2 separate regions of the Rattus norvegicus genome follow, and region 2 is linked to region 1. Evidence: chromatin contacts called from public Hi-C data. All regions are on one chromosome and are shown on one strand. The core of a region is the stretch at or near the end of the contact, and the rest is flanking DNA. Distances in the headings are between cores, read along the strand shown. Region 1 overlaps Tnr (tenascin R). Region 2 overlaps Tnn (tenascin N).

Region 1 (3,794 bases), core at 965-3,464:
GAGTATAAGGTTGGGTGATTTCTGAGATGTGTACCATCTCTTGAAGGAGTTGTCATTTCTACAAGTTTTAAGATCATTGTGATGGCTTTAAACAACTAATGAGGACACTTCTGAGTGTGGCACAGTTACTGGAAATTCCCAGAACCAGTCTGGCTAACCAGAAAGGCAGTGTCGCTTGGTGGCTGCTGAGTTTGTGCTTTTGAGATGTTTGCTGCTCAGGAGTTAGCTTTTGGCCAGAGTCACAGCACTCTTATCTGGGGTAAATTGTGCTCTTGAAGTCCATTTTATGATTTTCAATGAGAAAATAAGGCAGAACTTTCAGGAGGGCAGGAAAGGCCTTTCTTGGCTCAATGGTCATTTCTTCTGGTCAACATTTATCAAGCCCACTTTAATGATCACTGGCAAAACATAGCTAGTGCATCTAACATACAGTTGCAGATCCAGAAGGAGGGAGACTGCTGTCCTGAGAAAGGTACATTTTTATGTTTCTGAAAAATGTTTTTGCCACTGTGTTAAAAGATGCTGTTTTGGCTCTTGTGAGGGGACCTACAAGGCAGGAGGATTTCTTAGGCACATTTCCCTCCTTCAGAAAACACCATCTCTTGGGAAATTAAGCAGCGATGGGAAATCCAGGTGTTCTCTTAATGAGGCAGGCTAAATGTTTTCCTATGTGTAGTGGAAACTATGGTTTAACTAGAAGGTTCTCACTGTTAACGATAGAAACTGATGGCTGTGCCTTCCACCAGAATCTAGAGCAAATCTTTGCTAATTCTATGTGCTGTACTTGCTTAAGGACCAGAGAAGGAAGGCTAGTGGAGTTACTGAAAGAGAGACCTATCCTTGGGTTTATCCAGAGCTCCTTTTCTGAAGAAGGCATGGTAGAAGAATTTCTCTTTCCTACTTCCCATATTAAAGTTCATCTTTCTTCCCCACCTCCCTTCCTCTGGAGCTCCTTTTGAGGACACAAAGGACATTTAGTCAGCCTACAGGAGAACAAGGATTATATAGTGTTCCTGACAGCCTCTGGGGATGCTAAGAAGGGCCACCCTCACCTCTACTGCCTTCATACAGGTGAAGAACTTAGAGTCTTTTCCTTGGAGCAAAGACAACACACCTATGGGATGGTTATGTATGACGAATAATCTCACCCTACCCCTAGTTTCCTGAAACTGGAATAACAACTTTTCTCTGATGTTTCTCTCCCCCCACCCAATCTTAAAGAGATCCAATGGTTCAAATGTTTGCTGTGGAATCTATCTCCATCATGCATCTTGGAAAGGGCATTCTTCATAGTAGAAGTTCCGTGAACATTCCTAACCTGAACCAGCAAGACTTCTCCTCAAGTCTGACTCACCAAGCTCCTATTATTAGACAGAACAGTCTGTAGGGAGAGAAACCACAACTTGTCCTGAAGGACAGTGAGTCAGAGGAGCCAAGGAATGTCGTCTCAGGCCCTGGAGCCAGTATCTGCTGTATGAGCTGGAATGATTTCACTCTGCTTCCGGTGTTTGTTTCAAGCCCGCTGCTTATGTCCTGACTGGACACCCAACAAAAGAGCCATGTGTGTTTACCTGTGTGCACCAGGGTGCAGATGCGTTCACTCTCCTCCCTGCCGCGTACACTGTTGAGGCTTATTTCATATTCAGTAGCTGGATAGAGCCTGGTGATTGTGAACTCTGTCACAGTGTTGGGCACGACAGAGCTGTCCAGCCGTCCCACTGAGGAAGAACAAAATCCATCATTAAAAGTTCAACAGTTCTCTCATCAGCGGGTCCATGGCTCCGTGTACATTGGGACAGTGGGTCATGAGGCACAGATGGATGTGGGCTCAGCATGCAATGGGGAAGGGAAGGCAGATAAATGATTCATAAGATGGTAATTATGGGGTTTACATAGATCTTATATGCTGGCCTCACTCTTTCATTTTATGGGCTTCTTGGAACAAAAGTAAATGAGCCATTTATTATGTAGATTTCTATCAGACTGGTCTTCTCTGAGGTGGGCATATCAGTATAGTGACAGGGTATAGTATATCAGAGTGAGCAGAGCTGCAAAAAGTATCCTATGCAGCCCAGAGAAAGGTAGCCTGGAAACTGTCCTACCTCTGGCTGGAAGTGAACATTCCCTCCACTTTGTTAACAATGCCTCATATACCAGCAAGAACTGGCAGTATACAGGCAAGCTCTCTGCCAGTTTCTCTGACTCATACATTGGCGACAATAGTAGAATTAGGATCACATCATTGCGGTTCCCTCCAGGGCTCCATCTGGCTCTGCTAGGTCTTTATCCTTACCCTGGATTCTAGTCTTAGACTTTATGCTCTGTATAGTACATGTAGTGCTGGCTCTTGATAAAGTCGTTTAGAATTCATTGTTTTTCATTGTGTAGCCTAGCTAATGGTGTCCAGTTATTTCCAGTGGTAAAAGTGTTTGGCTCTCTTGGTGGGATAATCAAGCCTATTTTGAGAGGAGTTGGTGAGCTCATGGTTTCTCGGTTTTTCTTCATCAATACACTCTCATTTTGAGGGATTATGCTACAGAGGGGGCCTATGCCATGTGGTTGTGGTTGTGCCCCCATAATCATCTCTAACCAACTTCGAGCCTTATTTATGTTTGAGAAACAAGATCATATCATTACCTTGGGTGGGTCGATAGGATACTCGGTAGTAATCAAAAGGCGCAACAGGAGGGCTCCAGGAAACTGTCAGGGAGTCCTTAGTCACGTTGCTAATTGTGATGTTTTTGGGAGGATCAATTCCTACAAAGATCAGGGAGTTGTGGGGAAAAGACAGAAGCACAGTTTGAAAATGGAATATCTATTCCTAGATTTGTGTTGATCCACTAATATCCCTCAGGCAGGCATAACCCTACACAACTAACTGGGCATCCCTAAATGACAGTGTGATGTCACACTTGTAACATTGTAGCTATAGCTAAAGCCAGTCATGAATGTCCTAACAACAGGAAGCTAAACTGGCAAGATCTGTGTTTCTGTGCAGCAACTACTACTTATGTAGACCAACTAGAAATTTCCTGTTAAGTTCATGTGTTTTATTTCAAATAGAGAATCACATAATTATCTTCTCGAAGGGAAACTTCTCCTGGAAAAAGTCAACTCTGCTACTCTCTCTTAGTTTTTATCATCTACTTTTGGCTCAGTTTGGAAAAATTGCCTATTAACTGTAGAGAGAGTTTAGAGCACAAATCCTAAACAAATATACTTTCCTAAGTTATATTTTATTTATGGTGCATATTTATGGTGCACTTAAACTGTGGGGTTGCACTAGCAGACTAACATACTTTTCCAATTTGTGAGTTCTTGTCAGTATGGAGGGAACTATCTAATCATACGTGTTTTTATGTACAAATATGTCATTTTGGCATTGCATTTGCAAATGACCAAATGGAAATGACCCAACTCATCTAGGAGTTCTAAGTCTTCCAAACAGTGCAAATCAGCTCCTGTCTCTGAATGTCAGGTTACTACATGGTTACATGCTAGCTCTCTGTTAATTCTGAGGAAGAATCATTTATTAGGCAGTCAAGAGATGGCTCTCTAGAATAGAAACATCACCTTTTTACTTAGAAGGATTCCCTCAGAGACAAGCTTTTTCCAGGGCATTTTCCTAGATTGGTAAATCTAGGACCAATACATCCAAGACTTGAGCCTGCAGAGCATTGGGCCTTTCCTACTTTTCAAATGGGAGTTTCTCATCCTATGTCTCTTATGCAGGGCTGGAAGAAGTACCTGCTTCAAAGTAACTCACAGAAGTCTATTAGCCACAGACTCAGTCT
Region 2 (3,794 bases), core at 400-2,899, 190 kb before region 1:
ATCCAGGCACATTCTTATTACTTTTGTTCTTACCACATAGCCAGAACTCCCAATCCTTAAGTGATTATTTTTTCCAAAGGGTAGAAGAAATTTGCCCCTAGGGCAATGAGGAGGGTTGGCCCAATGAATCATGGTGGCAGCATGTGGGCCGACCAGGGGAGCTTGTGCTCAGAGATCAAATATTTGAAATGAGCAGCCAGCATGCCCTAAACTGTCCCTGCATTTGCTAATAAAAGACATTCATCTGGTTAATGTGCTTTTCTCGGTCTGCAAACCATTTAGCTTCTTGTTTATTATTTACCTCACAAATTAAAATACATAAAATTGGTCACTTGGGCTCTTTATTGGCCAGGTTGCAAGGTTATTAAGTGAATTAAATATTATTGTGCTCACCAGTCAAAAGACATAAAATGAAATTTAGTTTTCAGCAGGCCATTTGTTACCCCAGCGCTAATATCTAAACAGCCTAAATTGAAAATGATTTTACACAATTGGCTAATTAATATGTTTATTTTTTCCTTTTATTTTATTTTATTTTATTTTTTTTTGGAAAAGAACAGTGTACAGCAATGATTTGCGGCTCTCTGCCTAAGTTGACCCCCTTGTCACCCTTGTGCCTCCCCTACATCTTGGGCTCACTGTCCGTCTTCCCACCATGGAGGCTTCTTTCTCTGTCCACTCAGCTTGTCAAATTCCAGGAGAGGGTACATGATCTGGCCCTCCTATTTTGGCTCATAACCCATCACTAGTAGAAATTTCTCTTCTTTTTCCTCTTCTATCAGAGAGCGAGTGGTTTCTTGCTCTTTAGGATTCCCCCCTACCATAAGCCACCTTACTCTTCTCCCAGATACTGGTTCTTGATGTTGTTTGTTTGTTTGTTTTACAGGGGGTGAACTGGGAGCCATGGAAAGGACATGAGTTCTCCATTCCTTACGTGGAGCTAAAAATCCGCCCCTTTGGTTACAGCAGAGACCGTTTCTCTGGCAGGAAGAAGCGGTCCATAGGAGGGAAGGCAAGAGTGTTCTAAAGGCCATCTGAGCTGTCTTCACAGGAGACAAGAGAGGCTTGGGGCGGACAGGGTGGGTGGTGGTGACGGGGGAGCTGAAGTTTGAGGGATGCTCAGAGCCTCTAATTTCTTAGATTGTTGGGTACACAGTGCTAATGATGTCATCATGCTTAGACCGTTAGAGGTTCCTTCCATGTCATCTGCATGTTTGCCCGTCTCTACTGAGGGCCCCGAAAGCCAACAATGTTGTAACTGAACAATACATATGGATAGGACACCGTGTTGGAAACACGAGGTTTTTCAACCCATCCTTACTTAATGACAAATGCATCGATCCAGTACATCGATAACAATATCAATTGGAAGTCTTTAGCAATTGGTGGAGATCTCTGTATGCGACTGATGATATAGATTTTTTAAAGAAAAAAAAAAACAGAGTGAGGTTCTGATCCCCCGGGGGTCAGAGCTGAGGCAAGCTGAGGCTTGTTGTCTCCTGGTTCTCCTGGTTTTGAGGGGAAAGAATAAATCTTACTCCTTTTAAACTTCCTGTGTTTAAAGAACGAACGAAGAGACCACAAAGGGGCCACGATGCAGTCATAGTTAAGTTCTGACTAGTCTCTAGCATTCTGGAGACCAAAGCTCCCGTCTTATTGCTATTTTTAACTGCCCCTTTTCTAGACATTTGCATAATCTCTTCCATAGATCTGCATATGTTGTAAATAAATTTGCAGTCATTTCAACTTTAAATAGCCAATCTCTCTAAATAACTGGTACCCTCAGCTTTCCCTGACTCACCTCCACGCCCCCCCCACTTCAGTCAGTCCCCAGCCTCCCTTCCCTGCTCTCCACACTGGAAGCTTCCTCATATCACCCTTCTTTCGTGTTTGGTATCATTTTGGAAGGTTTTCTGTAGCCAAGTCAGTGACCATTGAAGTAACTTAAATTCCTACTCAAGAAAACAAAAATAAAACATTTGATTTTAAAAAAAGATGTCTTGTGTTATTTTCTCCCCTAGAATTTTAAACTATGTACAACTGAAGTGATAATTTGAACGTTACCCTGGAATTTGGTTGGCTGTGGTCTCTTACCTGTGTGACAGTAGACATGGAAACCAGTGTTATTTGGAATGCAGTAGAAGTGTGGGAGTGGGAAGGAGGGCAAGTGTTCTAGAAGCTGCACTTTCCCGTCTTGTCTAGGGTGTGTGTGTTGCTTAGCTTTCTCAGGCTTCACCTCTGGGTCCATGCCAAGTCATACACCAGAAACCACTTGTGTTAACCATTCAGGTTTTCAGGATCCCCACCCGTACCCAGGCAAACACATTCAGCAAGGCCACAGCAATGGCCAGATCTGATGATGAAGCTCGCTCGGCATTGGGGCTAATCATTTAAAAAAAAAAAAAGTGCATACGCATTGTCATTGACTCAAGAATCTAGGAAGTGGTGGCCTACTGGAGAAACAAAAGGACATGTCACAACAGTCCTGGTGCTAACAGAGCTTGTACGCTGTCCTTTATTCATCCGCTTGTTTATTCAACATTTACTGCTTAAATCTCATCATGTACTGGGTTCTGTTCTAAGTGCCAAACCTATCCAAATAAACAGATTCATACCTTGTTCTACCTATGCTAGGCAAAGGCTGACAATAAACAGAATATGCTTCTAGCCTAGGAGTGGAGGTGGTCAGTAAATAGTGAATCAGCTCTATAGTTGGAGACTGATGAGCGACAAGTTTGTAACTTTAAGAAGTGATTGCTGCTGAGAGGAGCTGCTGAGGTGGCGACGGCAGCAGAGATGGGTACTGTAAAGACTTTCCTGAAGGGGAGAGATTCTCAGAGACAGATTCTCTCAGTCTTAAGGCACTTTTTTGGGGGGGGCATAAGCCCTAGGTAACTTCCTCCTCGGTCTTGGCCCCTTCTGTAGCACCTTCTAGCTCCATATCTTCTCCTCAGATTCTTTCTTCCCTGTTCTATACTTCTTTGCACAAATGGACCTCATCTCTGCAGATAAGAGTCCTTGGGATCATCGTGATCAGGTCAAATCTATTAGCAGGAAACTGCTTACCGGACAAAGGATTCAATCCCAGCACTAGCCCAGAGCCAGAGAGATTGCCTACAGTAGCAACACCCTCAGCTTTCAGCAGGCTTCCTAAGTGCGCTTGTTAAGACATTGTCTTGGTCAGTGTTCTATTGCTGTGAAGAGACACCATAACCACGCTTAGAAAGGAAAGCATGTGATTGGGGCTGGCTTACCGTTTCACAGGCGCAGTCCATTGTCATCACAGCAGAAAGCATGGGAGGCACACAGGCAGACATGGTTCTGGGGGGGGGGGGCGGGTAGCAGAGTTCCACATCCAGATCCACAGGCAGCAGGGAGAGAGAGATCCTGGGCCTAGCTTGGGCTTTTGAAACCTTAAACACCCCCCGGCCCCGGACACACTTCCTCCAATAAGGCTATGCCTACTTCCACAAAGACACACCTAATCCTTTCCAAGTAGTGCTACTCCCCGATGATCAAACCTATGGGGGCCATTCTTAGTCAAACCATCACAGACCAGGTTGGTGGGCTCCCTCTTCAGATGTTATGATCCATTAAAACTGCTCCTAGGATTGCTAACCTCTCTGTGTCTGTGTAGTTCTATAGCCAAGTTCTATAGCCAAGTTCTATCGCCATAGCCTTTGTTCCGGAGGACGGTTTGATGGCATCAGATGACACCATGCCCATCATTGACCCCACGGTTTGGCCACTGAACTGAACTGTGTGGGAGACTGAAGCTGTTTTAGCATCCTTTT

What was found. Hi-C and Micro-C count contacts between places; a contact is called where the count stands out from the background.
Region 2: a contact with region 1 is called in a Hi-C map of the A7r5 cell line, with 2.9 times the contacts expected there. The contact joins two enhancer-like sites. A contact is called at or near these places in 2 of 12 Hi-C or Micro-C datasets (the A7r5 cell line and mammary epithelial cells).

The regions. Positions count from the first base shown.
Region 1 is chr13:74,662,426-74,666,219 of GRCr8, reverse strand. It overlaps Tnr (tenascin R), which reads right to left. Exons shown (of 21, transcript NM_013045.2): 11 at 2,638-2,757; 12 at 1,572-1,718. Among named protein-coding and RNA genes, the nearest start is that of Tnr, 39 kb to the right of the region's middle. Within about 2 kb of position 2,214, at least 25 of the 93 cell types and tissues checked have an H3K27ac peak or open chromatin away from gene starts, as enhancers often do. A contact at or near this core is called in the A7r5 cell line, where this site is marked.
Region 2 is chr13:74,850,781-74,854,574 of GRCr8, reverse strand. Tnn (tenascin N) reads left to right here. Exons shown (of 22, transcript NM_001107189.2): 22 at 887-1,989. The coding sequence ends at 1,027. Among named protein-coding and RNA genes, the nearest start is that of Kiaa0040, 45 kb to the right of the region's middle. Within about 2 kb of position 1,649, at least 3 of the 93 cell types and tissues checked have an H3K27ac peak or open chromatin away from gene starts, as enhancers often do. A contact at or near this core is called in the A7r5 cell line, where this site is marked.